Regions from separate parts of the Sus scrofa genome. Here all the other regions are linked to region 2. Evidence: chromatin contacts called from public HiChIP or PLAC-seq data. All regions are on one chromosome and are shown on one strand. Each heading gives the region's core, a stretch centred on a gene start, on an enhancer-like site or on the middle of the called end of the contact. The rest is flanking DNA. Distances are from core to core; before and after follow the strand shown.

Region 1 (2,700 bases), core at 201-2,700, 160 kb before region 2:
GGAGCTCCCATCGTGGCGCAGTGGTTAACGAATCTGACTAGGAACTGTGAGGTTTCAGGTTCGATCCCTGGCCTCGCTCAGTGGTTTAAGGACCCGGCGTTGCCATGAGCTATGGTGTAGGTCGCAGATGCAGCTTGGATCTGCGTTGCTGTGGCGTAGGCCAGCAGCTGTAGCTCCAATTGGACCCCTAGCCTGGGAACCTCCATATGGCACGGGTGCGGCCCTAAAAATCAAAAATAAAAATAAAGTTTAAGGTTATAATGTCGTGAAGACTAAGAGTAGCTCTGCAAAGTTCAAAGAGAGAAAAGTATTTGAGATTCTCTTGGGAGAAAAGGGTGGGCCATGAGACAGCAAAGGTCACCCAACAGAGAGAGGCAGGGAAAGTCTTTCACACACGGATCCGTACATGTTAGTGAAAGTCACTCACCACCCGTTTCACGGCCCTCCTCCTCTTCTTCTTCATCGCCCTGGTTTTTGTAATAAGACTCCCACCCTGACATGTTGGTTACTGCTCACTAGGTGAAGGAAAGTTAAGGTCAGTAACAAGCAAATTTAAACCTAAAAGCTATCAACTCCTAGGCTCCTCTGAGATCTGTCCTAAAGGCTGGAGGTTACTCGAGAGGTATGCGGATGCTGGATCCTGCTACCTGAAGAGCTTGGTAATTGAGGTGCAGAGATAAATGGGCATGGGGATCATTCCAGAAGCAGCTTCACCTTAGCTATTCCTTAAGGACACTTCAGGGCCAGCGGCCTGGGCTGACCACTCTGAAGGTTGTGCCAGGGCAGTCTGACCTGGAGGTCCAGTCATCTGGACTTCAGAGATCCCTAGTTCAGGGTACTCGGTCCTTAAGCAGATCCACCTGTCTTCATCCCGCCCCCACATCTGCCCCAATTCTTCAGCTTTGCCTAGTGAGGTTTCTCAAACGCAAGTGGACCTCCAACACCGGGTGCTGTCTCCCCCCGGGAGGAAGGAAAGGGAATCAGAGAAGCTGTCTCCACGCCTCGAGTCCCCACACTTCTGGCTGACACTGTCCCGCGGAGAGGCTACTGGGATGCGCAAGGCTGAGTGGGCAAAGCAGGACGAAGCCAGCCCCAACCAGCGAGCAACAAACACAGAACACAACTCCCTCCCGCCTACCTTGGGCGCAAAGAAAAGATCAATTACCGGGAGAAGGCGGGGCGCCACACACGTCCAGTTCTCGCTCCCAATCAAAGCCCCTTACGTCACCACGCAGAGTGCGTCCTTTCCCCGTCCCGCTGACACGCCCACTCCCACAAGGCCCTTTCCACAGGAGTCCCGCTCTAACCCCACCCCGTCCGCAGAGCCCCGCCCTCCGTCGAAACCCCGCCCCCCGCCGGCCGTCAGGGCTGCGCGCACATGCGCGAGAATGCGTCCCCGCCCCCGCCCGGTCTTCCGCGAGGACCCTGCCCGTCCGCGCTCTGTCACCTCATAGTAGTCGTTGCCGGTGGCGGGTGCGGGGGCGCGAGCAGCGCTGGGCGGCCTCTCCCCCGCCCCTCAGGCCGGGCCCGGGCTCGGTCTCCCCCCTCCCTCCGCTCCCCGCCCCCGTCGGGTACGGGAAGGTCCTAGCCGCTGCCGGGTGCCTGAGGGACTTCGTGGCCCCAGCCGCCACGGGTCCCGATGGAGCCGCCGAATCTCTATCCGGTGAAGCTCTACGTGTACGACCTGTCCAAGGGCCTGGCCCGGCGGCTCAGCCCCATCATGCTGGGTGAGGGGAATGGGGCGGGCGGCAGGGGGGGCGGGAGCCGGGCGCGAGGGTGCCGGGACGGCGGGCCGAGGTGGGGAGGCCTGGGCCACGGCTGAGGGGGAGGCGCGGGGCCCACGGGATGGAGAACAGCCCGAGTGGAGAAGGAGTGAGTCTGAGGTTGGGCCCCTTCAGCCCCACTGGCCCATCTTCACGTTTGAATTCAGGGAGAAAGGATGGCGGAGTCACACCCTCCCGTAGCCCTTCAGAGCCCCTTCAGCCGGGAGGTGGGGGAAGCCGGCTCTGGGTCCCGGTGGGCGCCTTGACTCGTCGCCTGAGGAGCCGTCTACGCTCCTTCTTCCTCGGCGCTGTGTGGAGATGGTGCAGATGCCTGGCGCGCGGTTCCCCTCGCGGTGAAAGGGACACTGCGGAGGAGAGCCCTCCCTCCGTGCCAAAAGGGAACTCCTGCAGTCCCTGGGGTAGGTGGGAAGGGAGAGCTAGAGCTGCACAGGCGCCCAGCTAAGTCGGGTCGGCTGGAGCCCGAACTCAAGAAATCAACAAGTTCGGTCTGACCCTGACGTCTTCTCAGCAGTTTCTGAGTTCACCGTTTCTGCCCAGATGGTAAGAAAGCAATTCTGGGGGAGAATAGGATGCTGTTGTGCGCGTAAGGATTAGTAAGGGAAGGGTTTCCGTAGTGCTCCATTAAACTACTTACCCCCAGGAGAGGAAGTCAGCCCTAGTTCAGTGTAGATCAAACCTCTCTATAACCCAAATACCAAAATGTCTTGTGTAATGCAGGAGTTGTCAGGTGTGTGATTTCAGATGGTACTAGGCAGGAAAGGATTCTGGGAATTGAAAACTGAACAGCTTTGGCAACATCCATTTGAATGGCTAGTTTTTCCTGGCTTCTGGGGAGACATTAGAGAATGTTTATGTTCCTGAGACAAGATGGCAGAGGTCAAGTAAGCCAGGCTACTTTGGAGTTTTAATGTCCTTG
Region 2 (2,700 bases), core at 31-2,530:
TACATACAGTATCATATCTAATCCCCACAGGATCTCGATCTCCATTTTAAGGACGAGAGGACAGGTCTGACGGTATAAAGAGAATTTGTGCCTTTCAATCAAGATAACCCGGTTGGTGGCAGAATTGGGATTCAAACCCACCTACTTCTAAGGCTGCCTCTAGTAAATAACTACAAATACCAGTATCCCTTGCAGCGCCCCAATGCGCAAACGCACTCCCCCCCAAGACCTCCATGGCTCCACGCCCCCGCCTCCCAGTCCTAAAAGGTTGGATCGAACATCCAATCAGATGTCGCCGCTCCCTGTTTCCGACCAATGGGAAGGCTGTTGCTAACATACTGGTTATATTTTTAGCGCTTCAGCACCAGGGAGCGGCGAGCCAGATCTCGCTGGGTTGCGACTCGCGAGGAGAGGAGAGGGGAAGGGAGGAGAGGGAGGTGGGGGAGGAGGAAAAAAAGGGGAGGGATGGAGTCGGGCAAGGCGGTGGGGGCGTGTAAGTGACGCTCTGCCACTTGCTGACGCACAAGCAAGTAGTCCCTGGAGGTGCCCCAGGGGATAAAGCGCTCGGGGTGTGGGGGATGGGGACGCTCCGGCCCAGGCTCCCTCCCCCTTCTTGTCCCCTTGGAGTTTGCCCTCCAGTCCAGCGTTTCTCCGCTGCAGTCAGGAGAAGCGCATTAAACCCCTACGCTACCATTGCCGCCTGTCCTTGCCAAAAAAAGTGATCAAGGAAAAAAAAACTGCAAACCGTGTCTGGAAACTTTTGGATCTCGCCACCCCACGTGGGTTCGGCGACTGCCGTTGGGCCGGAACCATCTAGAATGAGAATAAAGTGTGAGAGAGAGTTAGGGAATGGGCGATTAAAGAAGGGATGGGAATAAGACTTAAGGCGAAAGCTCCCAGTGGCCCTGGGCTTCACCTGGCAGTCTACCGTGCCTGTGACCTCACTCGGCACAGGCCTCCCCACCCCCAACTCCGCGCCCCTCACAGTGACAAAGTAGCCGAGTGACCCCCTTGGCCATAGCAGGGGCAAGGGATGTAAGTGCGAGTCTGAATCAAGGGACCGTCTGGTGCGCAAGCCTGGGGCATCTGGCATAAACAGGCGCCCTAGGATGCCGGCGAAGGCTGTTGCTGAAGGATGAGGCTCCAGTAACCCCTTTTTTGGGGGGGGTTCGACGACTGGGAAGAACCAAAAGGGGCGTCCTCTGACGCCGGAGCTCCGCCTGCAGCAGGCGGAGGACGCGCTCGCGCGTCTGCGCAGAGAGCGCTGGCCGGGTCCCTGCGGTGAGGTTAACCCGCGCCAGAGGCCGCGAGTGGAAGGTTAATGTATCGCTTGGCTCTTTTTCCTGCGCCCCCATCCTCCTCGCCCCTTCTTACTCCCGTTTTGCGTGCCCAAGCCCCGGTTTCTCCCTCGCACTCCCCTCGACGTTAGGCGTCGTCCCCAAATGAGGCACGAGGCTCTTGGAAGATTCGGGACAACTGGAGTTGATAAAGGTCCAAAATCTGTCCAGAACTCCAGTAGTCCCCTGAGCTCCCCACCCGCGAAGAGATTTTACTGGTGTGGTGCGAGTGCTGCGGGAAAAGTCGGACTGTCAGATGCGCCGAGCTGAAGGGATTCGCCGAGGTGGCCTGCGCGATGGTTCGGGAAAGCATACGAACCCTCGGCGCCAGGGCAGGTGCAGGGCTGAAGACACAGCGGGGACGTCCCCTTCTTTTGGACACCCATTCATCCAGCACACCTAAAGTGAGCAGCTGGGTCCCAAACCGGGACCCTACCCTCGCAAGCTTGCTGTCTGCATAGGGAAACACTTTACACGATGAGGACAATTTGAGCAGTTTGGGCATGAAGAAAATAACTACGATGCCGGCGTCGTGATGGGAAGGGGAGGCGGCCCGCGTTACACAGGGCGGTCAGAGGCAGCCTTGCTGATATTTGAGCCAGGATCTGAGTGAGGAGGGTGACCGGCCACCCACGCGTAGGACTAGGGCGGTGGCCAAGGGCCCCCGGGTTCCACGCGGAGCAGGGAGCCGCGCGCCTCCAGGGGTTAAGCTGCCTGCTGGCTGGGAAGTAGTCCCGGCCCAGCGCCCGGCCCCGCCCCTGCAGGGCGGAGGGACGCATCACGCAGGGGTGGGGAAGGCGGATCCGTGCGCAGGGTTGCTAAGGGTGAAACTTTTCATTGACTTTGCTCACTTCGGGCCGGGGCGCGGGAAGGAGCGGGTTCTTGGTGGGGGGGAGCGAGTGGCTTGGGAAACGCGAGGCCAGAAGGGCAAGACCAATTCGCCGGCCACAGCCCAGACCGTACTCCGCCCCGCGACACGAACCACCCTCGAGTCCGCCATCCGCGGTTCGTCGCCGCCGGCCGGCCCGCCCGCCCTCCGTCCCTAGCCGCCGAGCCCGACCTCCAAAAAGCAGAAAGAATTATTGAGAATCATAACCCATAAGCCCCCTCAATCGTCCCCCAACCCTCAACGAAGAAAAAGACACCTTGGCCCCCGGCCGGGCGGCGCCCGGGAGAGAAGGGAGAGTGACCTCCGCCCCGCGCTCAGGACCACCCTGGAGGGAGAAGCCGCCCCGCGGCCGGCACACCGCCCCGCCACCGCGGAGACCCGAGTGAGTGAGTAGGAACCTTGCGGGCGGGGGGGGCCCCAGACCCAATAGGCCGGATGCCTTTCCCCACCCTCGCCCCACTCCAGCTCTTTTTG
Region 3 (2,700 bases), core at 185-2,684, 200 kb before region 2:
GTCCATTATAATGCTCTAGTTTTGGCTGGATCCAAATGGTCCCAAGATATGCCTGGCATCAGGTGAAGAGAGAGGAGTAAGGGCCATAAGTATGGGGAAGGACCTCTTGGAGGTGGTGAGGCATGAGCCTAGCCTTTAAAACATGGAGATCTGGAGCAGCATAACGAAAAGAGCAGCGTGCTAGGCCAGAAGAAAATGGGCGTCCGAGACATTATCAAATTCAACCCGACAGAAATGCAAGCCCATCCTCAAATCTGCTTTTCTTCCTGAATTCCCTACTCAATAGACTCCATTTCTGATGGACTCCACTCTTCATCTGCGGCATGTGGAAGTTTCCAGGCTAGGGGTTGAATCAGAGTTGGAGCTGTGGGCCTTGGCCACAGCCATGCCAGATCCAAGATGCTTATGCGACCTGCACCACAGCTCACCACACTGCCAGATCCTTAATCCACTGAGCAAGGCCAGGGATCAAACCCGAGTCCTCATGGATATTATTCGGGTTCATTACCACTGACCCACAAGGGGAACTCTTTTTTTTTTTTTGGCTGCACCCAGGGCATGTGGGAATTCCTGGGCCAGAGATGGAACCTGTGCCACAGCATTGAACCAAGCCGCAGCAGGGACAATGCCAGATCCTAATTAACTCGCTGAGCCATCAAGGAAGTCCCCAACCAGAAATTTCAACAAGGACATCTGAATATGAAGAAAAACATTTAGGGGAGTTCCCTTGTGGCTCAGCAGGCTAAGAGGCAGCATTAACACTGCAAAGGCTCAGGCCACTGCTGTGGTACATGTTCCATCCCCGGCCCAGGAACTTGTACGTGCTGCAGTGCGGCCAAAAAGAAAGAAAGATAAAAAGAAAAACATTTAGGATTATCCATCATTATCTCCATAAATTTCCTTTACCGGTATAGGGTCAAAAATATGATTTTAAAAGCACAAGAGGAATTCCCGTAGTGGCACAGTGGAAAGGAATCCGAGGTTGCCAGTTCAGTCCCTGGCCTCGCTCAGTTGGTTAAGGATCCCCACGTTGCCTTGAGCTGTGGTGTAGGTCACAGACGCGGCTCGGGTCTGATGTGGCTATGACTGTGGCGTAGTCCAGCAGCTATAGCTCCCATTGGACCCCTAGCCCCGGAACCTCCATATGCCGCGGGTGCGGCCCTAAAAAGCAAAAAAAAACAAAAAACAAAAAACAAAAGAATGTGCTCAAAAATAAACTAGCAATGGAACGACGACTCCATTGAAACTCTTTGATTTTTTTTAGAAATGTTCAATTCACTGTTTCTGCCAAGTATGTATAGTAGAATGACAACTTTTTCTTTTTTAGAACATGATTTTTTAAAAGCAAAATGTGATCCCTCGGCCAGAACTCAACTCTTTCCCCGCCGGGGCCCCTTAAGGAGCGTGACCCCGCCTCTTGGTGACGTCACTTCCGCTTCCTGCCGCGCGCGAGGCCATTTCCACTCCTCTACAATTTTCCGCGGTGGTGAACGTTCGCGCTCTGACGTCTCCTGTGCTCCTAGAGGAGTGACGGACACATCGGCACCGCAGCCATGGTAAGAGCGTGCGCTTGGCCTAAGGGCCGGGAAGTGGGAGACTCGGGTTCGGTTCTTTCACTAGTTGTCCGGGGCTGAGAACGTGCGCGGTCTCGCCCAACCCGCCCCGGCTTAGAGCTCCGGCGGCCGCGCAGTCCCAAGCTCTGCCTTTTCTTCTGGTCCGAGGTTAGAACTCTGGAAGCCTCAGGTTCCCAACTGCTGTGAAAGGGGTGCTTTGTAGCAGTCTGTGCTCCCGGCCAGAGGCGTGCGGTGAGCTCAGGGGCAGAACCCGACCTGGGAGAAAGACCAAGAGCAACCCACGTGGGAAAGAGTAGAAAGTTAGGTGAGAAAACTTGGCTCCATGTGCTTTATTTTCCTTTTGTGGGGGTCGCTAGTGGAACGCTGGATTTGGATCATCCTCCCCTACCCCACTTCCCTACTGATGATGTTCAGGAGAAGGAGGTCTCCAGGCGTCCATGCCTGGTACCCGCCGCGAGTTACATGTGCCACAGATTAAAGGACCTTTTGGTGTTTGGAGGCTGTGGGAAATGCGGAATGACCCTGAACCCAGACTGGAATGCAGGAAAGACTCCTGCGAGGCGCTAGCCTCAGAATCAGAAGTCCTAGTAGCACCACGTGCGGTTTCCCCAGAACTCTCGTTGTTCAACTTTTTAATCGGATTGTGTGGCCTGGTAGCTAGTTTGGGTTGGCACTTAGTAAGGAGAGAAGAGTTGGTAAAGCACTTTCACTTCTATAATGAGGTTTAATCCTTTCAACGGATCTTGGATCCCAGCAGGTATCTTCCCAAAAGGCTTCCCCCCACCCACCTCATCCCCATTTTGAAGCTAAGTGTCTGAGCCTAGAACTTGAAGCTTCTGAACCACTACTCATCTTCCGCCGTTCCGTGGACAGTTTTGTAAAGTTTTGGAATTGAGTGACCTCGGGTCGAAGTTAAGAATAATTTACTTCAACTGTAAAATGGGATAACAATGTAAGGGGATTAAATTATGTGATGTAATGCATGTTACACACCTAGTCCTAATGCTTGGTATGGAGAGAATGAGCACTTGCTATTTGTTGCTAAATCAAAACCTTTCAGATTTCATATTTTTTTATTTTTTGGCTGCACTATTTTTTGGCATGCAGAAGTTCCTGGGCTAGGAAT

Evidence for each region. HiChIP or PLAC-seq counts read pairs in DNA pulled down with a chosen protein or histone mark.
Region 1: an H3K27ac HiChIP or PLAC-seq map of alveolar macrophages shows a contact between it and region 2. The contact joins the promoter of DESI1 here to the promoter of TOB2 in region 2. A contact is called at or near these places in 1 of 47 Hi-C or Micro-C datasets (liver) and 1 of 2 datasets of contacts at active chromatin or transcription factors (alveolar macrophages).
Region 3: an H3K27ac HiChIP or PLAC-seq map of alveolar macrophages shows a contact between it and region 2. The contact joins the promoter of SNU13 here to the promoter of TOB2 in region 2. A contact is called at or near these places in 1 of 47 Hi-C or Micro-C datasets (skeletal muscle) and 2 of 2 datasets of contacts at active chromatin or transcription factors (alveolar macrophages and skeletal muscle).

What each region holds. Positions count from the first base shown.
Region 1 is chr5:6,927,921-6,930,620 of Sscrofa11.1, forward strand. It overlaps DESI1 (desumoylating isopeptidase 1), which reads left to right and starts at 1,451. Exons shown (of 6, transcript NM_001243397.1): 1 at 1,451-1,727. The coding sequence starts at 1,640. It overlaps XRCC6 (X-ray repair cross complementing 6), which reads right to left and starts at 1,161. Exons shown (of 13, transcript NM_001190185.1): 1 at 1,139-1,161; 2 at 428-515. The coding sequence starts at 500.
Region 2 is chr5:7,085,117-7,087,816 of Sscrofa11.1, forward strand. It overlaps TOB2 (protein Tob2), which reads left to right and starts at 1,281. Exons shown (of 2, transcript XM_021091455.1): 1 at 1,281-2,612. LOC110260629 (a long non-coding RNA gene) reads right to left here. Exons shown (of 7, transcript XR_002343880.1): 7 at 1-813.
Region 3 is chr5:6,889,580-6,892,279 of Sscrofa11.1, forward strand. It overlaps SNU13 (small nuclear ribonucleoprotein 13), which reads left to right and starts at 1,435. Exons shown (of 3, transcript NM_001190226.1): 1 at 1,435-1,556. The coding sequence starts at 1,554.